Regions from separate parts of the Rattus norvegicus genome. Here regions 2 and 3 are each linked to region 1. Evidence: chromatin contacts called from public Hi-C and HiChIP or PLAC-seq data. All regions are on one chromosome and are shown on one strand. Each heading gives the region's core, a stretch centred on a gene start, on an enhancer-like site or on the middle of the called end of the contact. The rest is flanking DNA. Distances are from core to core; before and after follow the strand shown. Region 1 holds the start of Hcfc1 (host cell factor C1). Region 2 holds the start of Mecp2 (methyl CpG binding protein 2). Region 3 holds the start of Idh3g (isocitrate dehydrogenase (NAD(+)) 3 non-catalytic subunit gamma).

Region 1 (3,009 bases), core at 479-2,978:
AGTAGCTTCTGACTTTGAGAGCAAAACATGCTGAATTCAGTTAAGCCCCTGGAAGAACAGGAGCTTAGTTCCTTTATTTTACAGGGAAGAGTTTGGACTATAAAAGAAACTGGCTAAGGTCACCAGCTCTTGATGGTACAACCACATAAATAGGGGCACATCTCTGGCCTTTGCCAAATGAGTACTTGCAATTGGATAAACTAAAGCTGAGAATACTATGTAAATTTAATACATGGAAGGAATACATATTGTTTACAGTATGATATGGTAATTTGAATGTCTTATTGATAACAAATTACAAGATCTACAGCAGGCTCAATACAGTAACATCAAAGTTATTCAGACTGCCAATAGAGCTTGTAATTTAATTTCTAGATCTGTACATAGTAGCTATAGGACCTATACTGATCTGTACATGTCCTTTAATCACAAAGTCACAGGTGTTTCTGATACTCCATGTTCTGCTTCCTACATTTGCAATTACAGGAAACGCCACTAGAAGTTAGTTAAAATAAGGATGGAATAAAGAAAGGTTAATGCGAAGAAATCATCTGCTTTTAGTATAGGCTTTGAGACATCAGTTTAGGACCCCTGTGCTACAACCTGCCTATGACAGCGATGACAATGCTGTGCCTAAGCAGCCTCCTGGGAGACTTGGAACGTAGAAATGAAGACCGTAACGCTTTTTCAAGGTTGTTGTGTGAGCTTACAATATTGGCGCGAAAAGCCCAGCGTTCACCATCCGGGTTTTTTACTTCTCTGGCTTTGCTGGGGAAAATTCAAATCTCAAAAAAGGGCGGACCCGTAAAGATACTGTACGCCTGCGCAAAGGCGGGGCGAGAAGCCCTGGGAAGAAGGCGGGGCGGGTGACGCGAGTGGCACAGACTGCTCCCGTGCTCGCCTCGCTCTGGCGCCGTTAGTCTCGCTGGGCCTCTGGGTGGGGGGTAGTCTGGCGCGCTGCAACTGGGAGCGCGTGGCCCGGTTGTTCGGGAGGCGCGGGAGGAGGCGGCGACTCCTCGGGGTGTTGCCGGCGGGCCTGGGAGCGGGCAGCAGCTCCGCCCCTGTGAGCTCATGGCGTCACCTTCCGCTCTGGCCCCGCCTGCAGCTCCCTGCTGTAGCCGGATTCTGACCGTCGCTGAGTGTTCAGGGCGGGAAAACAGCTGCTTCCCAGCAAAGGGTGCAATCGCAGTGTCCCTTTTTTGCCACCCTTAACTACCATGAGCCATGTCTCCACTGCTAGTTAAAGGCCATTTCTCGGGTTTGTGTCCCATCAGCGACCTGAGAGACAGTTCCCAGGGGGCGGGGCCAAGCGAGTGAGTGGGGAGAAGAGTTAGATTTTCATCCGGGCATCCCCAGATGCCGCGGCCATCTTTGTTTTGTGCTAAAAGTCGCTATTGACGCCCGCAGAGGACCGGGCGTGGGGAAGTGGCAAGATGGCGACTCCCAGAGAGGAGGCGTGGAGGAGCCCTGGGGGGGGGAGGGGCAGGGCGGGGCGCTACCGCTCCTGACCCGAACTCTACTGTCTTTAGCCTACTGCACAGCGGCACCAACTCGCCTGCGAGTAGAAAACGCACTGGTTTTTACAGAAGCTTTTAATTCCTTATGAGCCTTGGGTCCTTTAAGAGGCTTGGGAGCAGAGGCTAAGACATGCGAAGGCGGGGGAGCGGTGACGTCTTCTGACTCCGCCCCCTCGCCCGATAGCCGCCATGTTTAGTTGTTACTTCTTCACACAAGATGGCGGCTCCCAGGGAGGAGGCATGATCGCCCTGCCGTTACCGCTTCTCCTGCCGTACAATTGTCACTTCGGGTCTTAACTCCTGCTCTTTCGAGCGGCTCCTGTGGGAAGGAGTCTTAAGGAGGGAAGCGAGGATTGGACGCTGCCTTTTGTTTGGTTTGCTGTGGAAGAACTGTCCAGGAAGAAGAGAATAGGGGGGGGGGGAGAAGCTAGTCTCAAGATGGCGGCTCCCAGGGCGGCCGGCGCAGCCTGAATTCAGAGGCGGACTCAAGGGAGAGGTGCTAAACCTTACGAGCCATACGGCTCGGGACCCCGAACAACACCCGGGAGTTCGAGTCCGTTTCGCCAGCTTCTGACACGCCTTTATTATTTAGGAACGTTGGGGTTCTGCGGTCGGTGTCTTAAGTGCTGGGTGGGGAAGCAGGACGGTCTCAAGATGGCGGCTTCCACAATTGTGGTCTGACTGCCGACGGAGCTGAGACAACCGCGGCATTTGTGGCTCTTTTCCACCCGCCCCGGAAGCCAGCCAGTGCTGGGGACGGGGGGTGTGGGAACCGGGCCGGGGCTCCGCCATTTCCGGCGGGGGAGGGCTACGACTGAGGAAGGGAGGAGAGAGAGGCGGCTCAAGATGGCGGCTCCCAGAGCCTCCTGCTCGAGCTTCTAAGCGGGAACACCCAGGCAAATAGTTAGAGCGACGGCGCTCGGTGGCCTCCAGCTTCTCGGAAATAGGTGCTCTGCAGTTTTGAGAAGCTTTTAAGGATACGAGCCGAGTGAGAAGGGGGGGGAAAGAGCCAAAGGAAGGAGGATAGTTAAGATGGCGGCCTCCATGGAGTCGTCCACCGCTGTGTAAGGAGCCGCTTCTTCGTGAGAGCTGCCTTAGACGAAAGGGGGTGTGTGAAGAATTAAGGGTATCCCTCCCGTTCAGTGACTTCTTCCCACTGCATCCTTAACCGGAACTATGGCTTCGGCTGTGTCCCCCGCTAACTTGCCAGCGGTGCTTCTACAGCCCCGCTGGAAACGGGTGGTGGGTTGGTCGGGTCCCGTGCCGCGACCCCGCCACGGCCACCGTGCAGTAGCTATCAAGGAGCTTATAGTGGTGTTTGGCGGCGGCAATGAGGGGATAGTGGACGAACTACACGTGTACAACACTGGTGAGTGCTACTGCCCTGGGTTTCTCATAGCCTTCCCTCCATCTCTCTCCTAACCCTTCTCTTCCCCATCTTCTCCTATCTCTCACTCCCCTGGTGTGTTTTTCTTCTACCTTCGCTCTTATT
Region 2 (3,137 bases), core at 412-2,911, 130 kb before region 1:
ATCCCCTGAGGCTAAAATTACAAATGGTTTTGAGTGGCCATATGGGTGCTGAGAATCCTCTAGATTTCCCCATTGTAGTAAAAAACATTCACTTAGGTGATCCTGCCCCAAACTCAGCCAAAATCCTTATTTTTTTCTTTCTTTCCATCTGATATCCAATACTTTTGGCTCAATTTAGAACATAAATCTTAAATATCACAACTTATCAGAATTCATCTGCTATTGCCCTAGTTAAAGCCATCATCATCATTATCATCATCATCCCCCTTCTTCTTCTCCCCACCCCAACTGTTGTCAGGACCTCTGGACTGGCCTGTTCTCCATTCTTCACTGGCAACATAGGTTTTATGATGCCAGCTAGTGACTCAAGTATCAAGGGCTTCTCATCTCAAAATAATCTCCCAGTTCTTTTGGTGACCTAAGTCTCTCTCCAGTCACACTGGCCTCCTTGGCAAGACATGCATAGTCCTTCCTTAGAGTGTTTAAACTTGCCTAGAATGTTTTCCCCAGTTACCCATATTGGGGGATGACATGGGCAAGTGCTAGAGGTTATCAAAATAGCACTCCTTTCGCTCTTGCCCTATTTCAAAGTCTTTATGAAAAATTTTAAATTCTACTTACTTGTATGTTTAGTATGATTCTTTCTTACCAGGATTCTAGTCTGTCTCCTTGTTCAGTACTAAAACAGTGCCTAGCAACTAAATGAATGGAGAGGGGAGCCAAATTTGAATCCAAAAGTCTCCTATTGAGCACAGGATTAGCACAAGGAGCATCGAATGCTGACTAGTATAAGGGTAAGGTTGCTTTGACAATCCTGACACCTTATTACCTAAACCTTCCCTCATACTCTGAAATCCAGATTGCTGGATCTCAGGTCTTCAAAGCAGGGCTGCTTCCTCTGGGCTCACTCTCTTTTATACTTACTTCAATCAAACCTTCTGATTCAACAATGACAGACAAATCTCTTATTAGCTTGGCATCTGACATCTGCCCACTATAAAGGTCTGCAAAGACCAGGATTTGTTTGATATGTTGATTTTACTGCCTTAAGAGTGCTAATTAGGTGGAATAATACAATTGGTAGAGCCTTTAAAACAAGTCCCTTGGCTTGGAACAACATCAGGCTCCTCAACAGGCAACTTTGCTGCTTCTACAGAAAATGATACTAAGAAAATGCTGGTGCAGTTAAATGCTTATCACAGCGTGCCCGATGCGCTTGCGGATAGAGGGCAGGGCGGTTCTAATAGGCGACAAGAGCCTAGACTTCCTTAAGCGCCAGAGTCCACAAGGGCCCCGTTAATCCTCAACATTCAAACGCTGCCCACAAAACCAGCCCCTCTGTGCCCTAGCCGCCTCTTTTCTCGAAGTGACAGTAGACCTCCACCAATCCGCAGCTGAATGGGGTCCGCCCCTTTTCCCTGCCTAAACAGACAGGAACTCCTGCCAATTGAGGGTGTCACCGCTAAGGCCCCGCCCCAGCCTGAGCTCCACAGCCAATAGAGGGTAAACTCGACAAAGCGCTGCCGTTAGGGCGCGGGCGCGCAGGTGCAGCAGCGCCCAGGCTGGCCGGGAGGGCGGGGCGCGACGTCGGCCGTGCGGGGTCCCGGCATCGGTTGCGCGCGCGCTCCCTCCTCTCGGAGAGAGGGCTGTGGTAAAAGCCGTCCGGAAAATGGCCGCCGCCGCTGCCGCCGCTGCCGCCGCCGCCGCCGCCGCTGCCGCCGCCGCCGCCGCCGCCGCCGCCGCGCCGAGCGGAGGAGGAGGAGGCGAGGAGGAGAGACTGTGAGTGGGACCGCCAAGGCTGCGGGCGGGGACCCTTGCTGGGGGGGGCGGGGGGTAGGGGCGGGACGTGGCGCGGGAGGGGCCCGCGGGGTCGGGCGACACGGCTGGCGGATGGCGTCCCTCCTCTCTACCCTCCCCCTCTCTCTGTCGCCGGTGGTGGCTTTCTCCACTTGTCTCCCGCAATTGCGAGCGACGGTCCTCAGCGCGATCTCCCTCGAGCCACCTTCGAATGACGCCCTCCCGCTGCCCGCTGCCCGCCCCATCTGTGCGCATCTTGGGCCCCAGCCTTTGCAAGCGCCCTTGTCGTCTGGGTTTCGCCAGTTGGGGCTGTGCGCGCTCCTGCCCTTCTTGGGGTTTTGGGCCGCGGCACTGCCGCGCGCCCGCGGTCCCGGCCTCTCCCTGGATCGCGCTGTCCCCTCTCCCTCGCGCGCCCCCACTCCCGTTACTCGCTCCCCCCCCCCACATACTGGCGCGCGTGCGCAGTCCATCTCCCGTTGGGAGAGTGCGCCACAAGGGCTCCTGAGCTCTTACCCCCATCTCTGGATTTTGCTCCCTCCTTCTCCTCTCCCATTCCATGACTTTTTGCCCCCACTGCAAGCGAGTCAGTCCATCAGCTCCATTCCCCACTTGGCAGGAACAAGTTGGGGGTTAGTGTCCACCCACAAAAAGGACTAGACACTATGTTCCTAGGTCCCACAACTCATCATAAAGAGATGGTTGTAGTTCTCATCAGGAACCGTGGGCTAGGGACTGTGCGTTCCTCAGCACTCGAAGCTCTTCCGTGAGACCATGCCCGCAGGGTGCTCTGGTTCTTTGGGGATGCTGTACTGTGGCTTCGGAATATGAGCGTCTTCCCACCCTCCCTCCCCTCCCTTCGCCAGCGATCATCCAGTTACATAAGTGGAATGGGACTTTGTATGTAATGGGCTCTCTTGGTCCTGGAGTGCTCAGGATCTCCAGTACCAAACATCGCTATGACTCCTCTGTCAATTATCTCTGAAAGTTCATTCTCTTTTTAGTTCGGTTATGACTGAATCACTTAAAATAAAACACAGGTGACTTTTATGTGTCAGTAGCAATGTTTCTGAGGTTTTGCACTAAAGGTTTAATCAATCGTGGTGGAGTCTAAAAAGATTCGGTTTCACAAGAAAGACCCTGGTGTGACATTGTTAAGTATGGACCCCCGCAGGGCAAAGCTTGCTAGGGAATACCTCTGTGCTAGTTCTTTGTATGTTCCGGTAAAGGTTCATCAAAACAAAAATGGGCTCCACCATAAAATTGATATTCCTGACTCATAGTCAGGGAGATATGTACTCCTGGTTAATTTTCCAGGAACACAAATGGGCTCTGTTGAGTCA
Region 3 (3,219 bases), core at 273-2,772, 190 kb after region 1:
GTCAACATAGAGGGACTTTCAAGTCTCTAGACCCATCCAGCTGACAGAATGTCAACACTAGTCCCAGTGTTTCCTGACAGAAGTACACTCTGGACCCAAACACCAAACCTGTCCCTGTAAGCTAAACACCTCTGAAGGAAAGTTTACATCCTATTATTCTCCAAATGTGGTGTTTTGAAAGAATGGCCAATTAAGCTGGAGAAGACCTTGTACTGGCATGAATAGCAAGAGGAAAATGCCACGAATGGTTTTCAAAGGCCATATTCCACCAACACTTCTGTGATCTGCTAAGACATGCCTTTCCCTGTGGACACTATAGAGCCCCTAATAGGTTTTACAGTCAGGTTTGACTTTTTAAGACACTGTTAGCAACAGACTGGAGAATTCTCTGAAGGGTGAGTAGGAGGGATGGCCAGAATCTACCAGTATGTAAAGAAACCAAATCCTCCTTAGTTCAGGTTCTCAGGTCTGAGGGACTAACAACTTTCAAAACACATACCCGGCAGACTCCAGATTGAGCTCAACCCTACCACCAGATGTTACAAATGGCTCACAAGTATCAATGGGTCTGTGCACAGTTCAATTCTGCTAAGAACGTTGGGATGGATGGATATACCAGAGTCTCATGAAAAGTCGAGGCTCTGGACACTAAAAGTCCTTGGTCACTTCCCTGGCTCCCTATCTAACTTGCCTCCGTGCCCTTACTCTGATCTGCCTGGAGTGTTCTTGTTCCCTCTCTTAGCTTTCTGTCTTGGGGAAGCCTGGCCTATGCAGCATTGGTTCCTCGCTGCCAGCGCTGCTCTTATGCGACTACCTTCTGACATACACAGGAACCAGGGACATAGCACCTTCCCTGCTGGAGCTGGTGGTCGGAACATGGTGCTACTTTGGGGCTCTCCCAAAAATAGACAAGGAAGTTTCTTCCAGCAACCTGGCTGCCAGGTAAACGTGTTTGTGGTGCTTCGGTCGCCAAGACACGACACCCATCGGGGAAAGATAACACCGGTAGCGACGAGCCCAGGGAAGGACCAGATCCCCACCTCGCGCACACCCTTCCTCCCCCAGCACCACCAGCCAAGGGGCAGGGGTACGCCCGAAACAAGCTCCGGCCAGGCCGCTACCTGAGCAGCAAGATAGGCCGGACAGCAGGAGTAGCGCCAGGGCGCCGAAAGATGCCATCGCCGCCATCGCCTCTTCTCTGCCGAGGGGAAAAGAGAGCAAGCCGCCCTGAACATGCGGAGCAGACGAGGAAGCGCGACGCGTAAGCGGCCTCAGCACCCAATCGTGCGTCGGCGGGCTGGGTCGGGCATGGTGACGTCGCTGGCGGCACTGACGTGTCCGTTTCCCTAGCCAGGGTCCCAACCGGTCGCACTTCCCTCCTTCTCAGCCTTCCCCTCCCCAAGATGGCGGCAACAGTGCTACAGGCACCGGAAGGGGACGTAGGAACCGGTGTGACCGTGCGCGTGCGTAGTGCTAGCTTTTTCTCACCCCTCCCCCCGCACCCCGGATTTCTCGTCGTGCCGAAGTGTCGCGAGAACGGTGCTTAACGTTTTGACCTGTAGAGGTCCTCACTTTTCGTTATGGCGCTGAAGGTGGCGATAGCTGCTGGCAGTGCTGCAAAGGCAATATTCAAGCCAGCTCTCCTCTGCCGTCCTTGGGAGGTGAGTGATGAATGGAGGGTGGAACAGTTGCAGCGCTCACAGAGAGACTTAACACCCAATTGAGACCTAGAGTCGGGTAACCGCTCTTTGAGAAAATCCAGGATTCGATTGGCTGTGCAAGCCTTAGGAGGGGCGGGGAGAGGGCTGCACTCTGGGGTTCATTGGTCGCTTCTGCTGTCAATGAGGAGGTTGGCTGAAATTGACTTTGGTTTGGCTCCTCTGTGACTGGTGACAGGGGCTCCTCCAGAAGGGTTAGGAAGGTAGACCACAGTAGCTAGGTGTTCACTCCGTAGTGTCCTTGTGGAAGACCTTTTGAAGAGGCCATGTGTCCTAGACTATCTTGCATATATCACGTAGGCTGGTTGTGTCTGGTTTCCGGAGTCATTTCCTCCTTGGTTTTTCCTCTCTAGGACTGCTTTTTCCTAGTGGAGGTGAAAATCCACTTTATAACCCCACCCCCTTTTGTCTCTGTCTGTCTCTCTGTGCCCCACCCCCACCTCCCGGTCTCTGTCTCATCAGACACATGGTTTCTCTGTGTAGCCTGGGACTCACACTGTAGACCAGGCTGTCCTTGAACTCAGAAGTCCTCCTGTCTCTGCTTCCCAAGCGCTGGGATTAATTAAAGGCATGCACTGCCACCATCTGACTATCAATAATTCTTGATCCCTCCAGATCTCCTGCCTACCAAGCACCTTGATATTTGATTCTAGCCAAAAGGCCAACAAGCAGGCCCAAGCCCCTGTAATAAGAGTAAACCAGGGTTCTGAGACTGGAAGGCTCTAGGGCTTTGCTTTTCTGGCCCTTTCTTTGGAGTCTTGGTTAGGTAGTTTAGCTCCTGGGTAGCACTGCTTAGCACCAGAAAACCAATAACTAGCTTTGCAGAATAAGAGTTATGACCTCCAGGCCTTGCTCTTCCACTGACCCAGAACATGGCATTAGGCCAGTTCTCCTCTCCCTCTGGGTTCCAGTGAGGAGAGAGGACTTCATGTTCTCAAAGCATTTGCTGACTCTGACCTTCCAGAATGCCATGTTTTTTGCCTGCAGCCTCTTCTGCTTACCCTTTATCTCCTCTGTTGTCTGGGGAAGGGAGCTGCATATGCTATATGAAATTCTATTTAAAATAGGGACTTCTGGTTCAGCCAGGTAGCTCAGTGGGTAAAGACACCTGTGTCCAAGCTTGGAATACTAAGTTTGATCCTTGGAATTCTTGTAAAATGCAAGGAGATAAAGGACCCCACAAAATCATCTTCTGATTGCCACACATGTGTGCTATGGCTTCTTCCACATTGTTGAGGAAAGATGAGCAGTATATAGAGGATTGCCAGAGGCCCTGATAGCTCCAGCAGCTAGGCTTCTGTAAACTCTTAATGAAGAACTTTCCTTCTGAATGTTTGTGTGCCTTTGTTGGGATGGGACTAGGTGGCAGTGAAGTGATTGGTAACCAGGCAAGGCTTTGCCTTGAGAGTGATTGTTCTGGTTATAGGAACCCATGTAGAGAACCCAAGGTCTTAAGTCCTGCTAGTTGACATCCCCTGAGAAATCATGCTATCATTATTAG

The links. A called contact is a pair of places that touch in the nucleus more often than the background predicts. HiChIP or PLAC-seq counts read pairs in DNA pulled down with a chosen protein or histone mark.
Region 2: an H3K27ac HiChIP or PLAC-seq map of oligodendrocytes shows a contact between it and region 1, with 4 times the contacts expected there. The contact joins the promoter of Mecp2 here to the promoter of Hcfc1 in region 1. A contact is called at or near these places in 1 of 12 Hi-C or Micro-C datasets (frontal cortex) and 1 of 1 datasets of contacts at active chromatin or transcription factors (oligodendrocytes).
Region 3: a contact with region 1 is called in a Hi-C map of liver, with 5 times the contacts expected there. The contact joins the promoter of Idh3g here to the promoter of Hcfc1 in region 1. A contact is called at or near these places in 3 of 12 Hi-C or Micro-C datasets (kidney and liver) and 1 of 1 datasets of contacts at active chromatin or transcription factors (oligodendrocytes).

The regions. Positions count from the first base shown.
Region 1 is chrX:156,862,532-156,865,540 of GRCr8, reverse strand. Hcfc1 (host cell factor C1) reads left to right here and starts at 1,728. Exons shown (of 26, transcript NM_001414734.1): 1 at 1,728-2,886. The coding sequence starts at 2,694.
Region 2 is chrX:156,994,426-156,997,562 of GRCr8, reverse strand. Mecp2 (methyl CpG binding protein 2) reads left to right here and starts at 1,661. Exons shown (of 4, transcript NM_022673.2): 1 at 1,661-1,779.
Region 3 is chrX:156,673,785-156,677,003 of GRCr8, reverse strand. Idh3g (isocitrate dehydrogenase (NAD(+)) 3 non-catalytic subunit gamma) reads left to right here and starts at 1,522. Exons shown (of 13, transcript NM_031551.1): 1 at 1,522-1,661. The coding sequence starts at 1,581. Ssr4 (signal sequence receptor subunit 4) reads right to left here and starts at 1,346. Exons shown (of 6, transcript NM_017199.1): 1 at 1,122-1,346. The coding sequence starts at 1,188.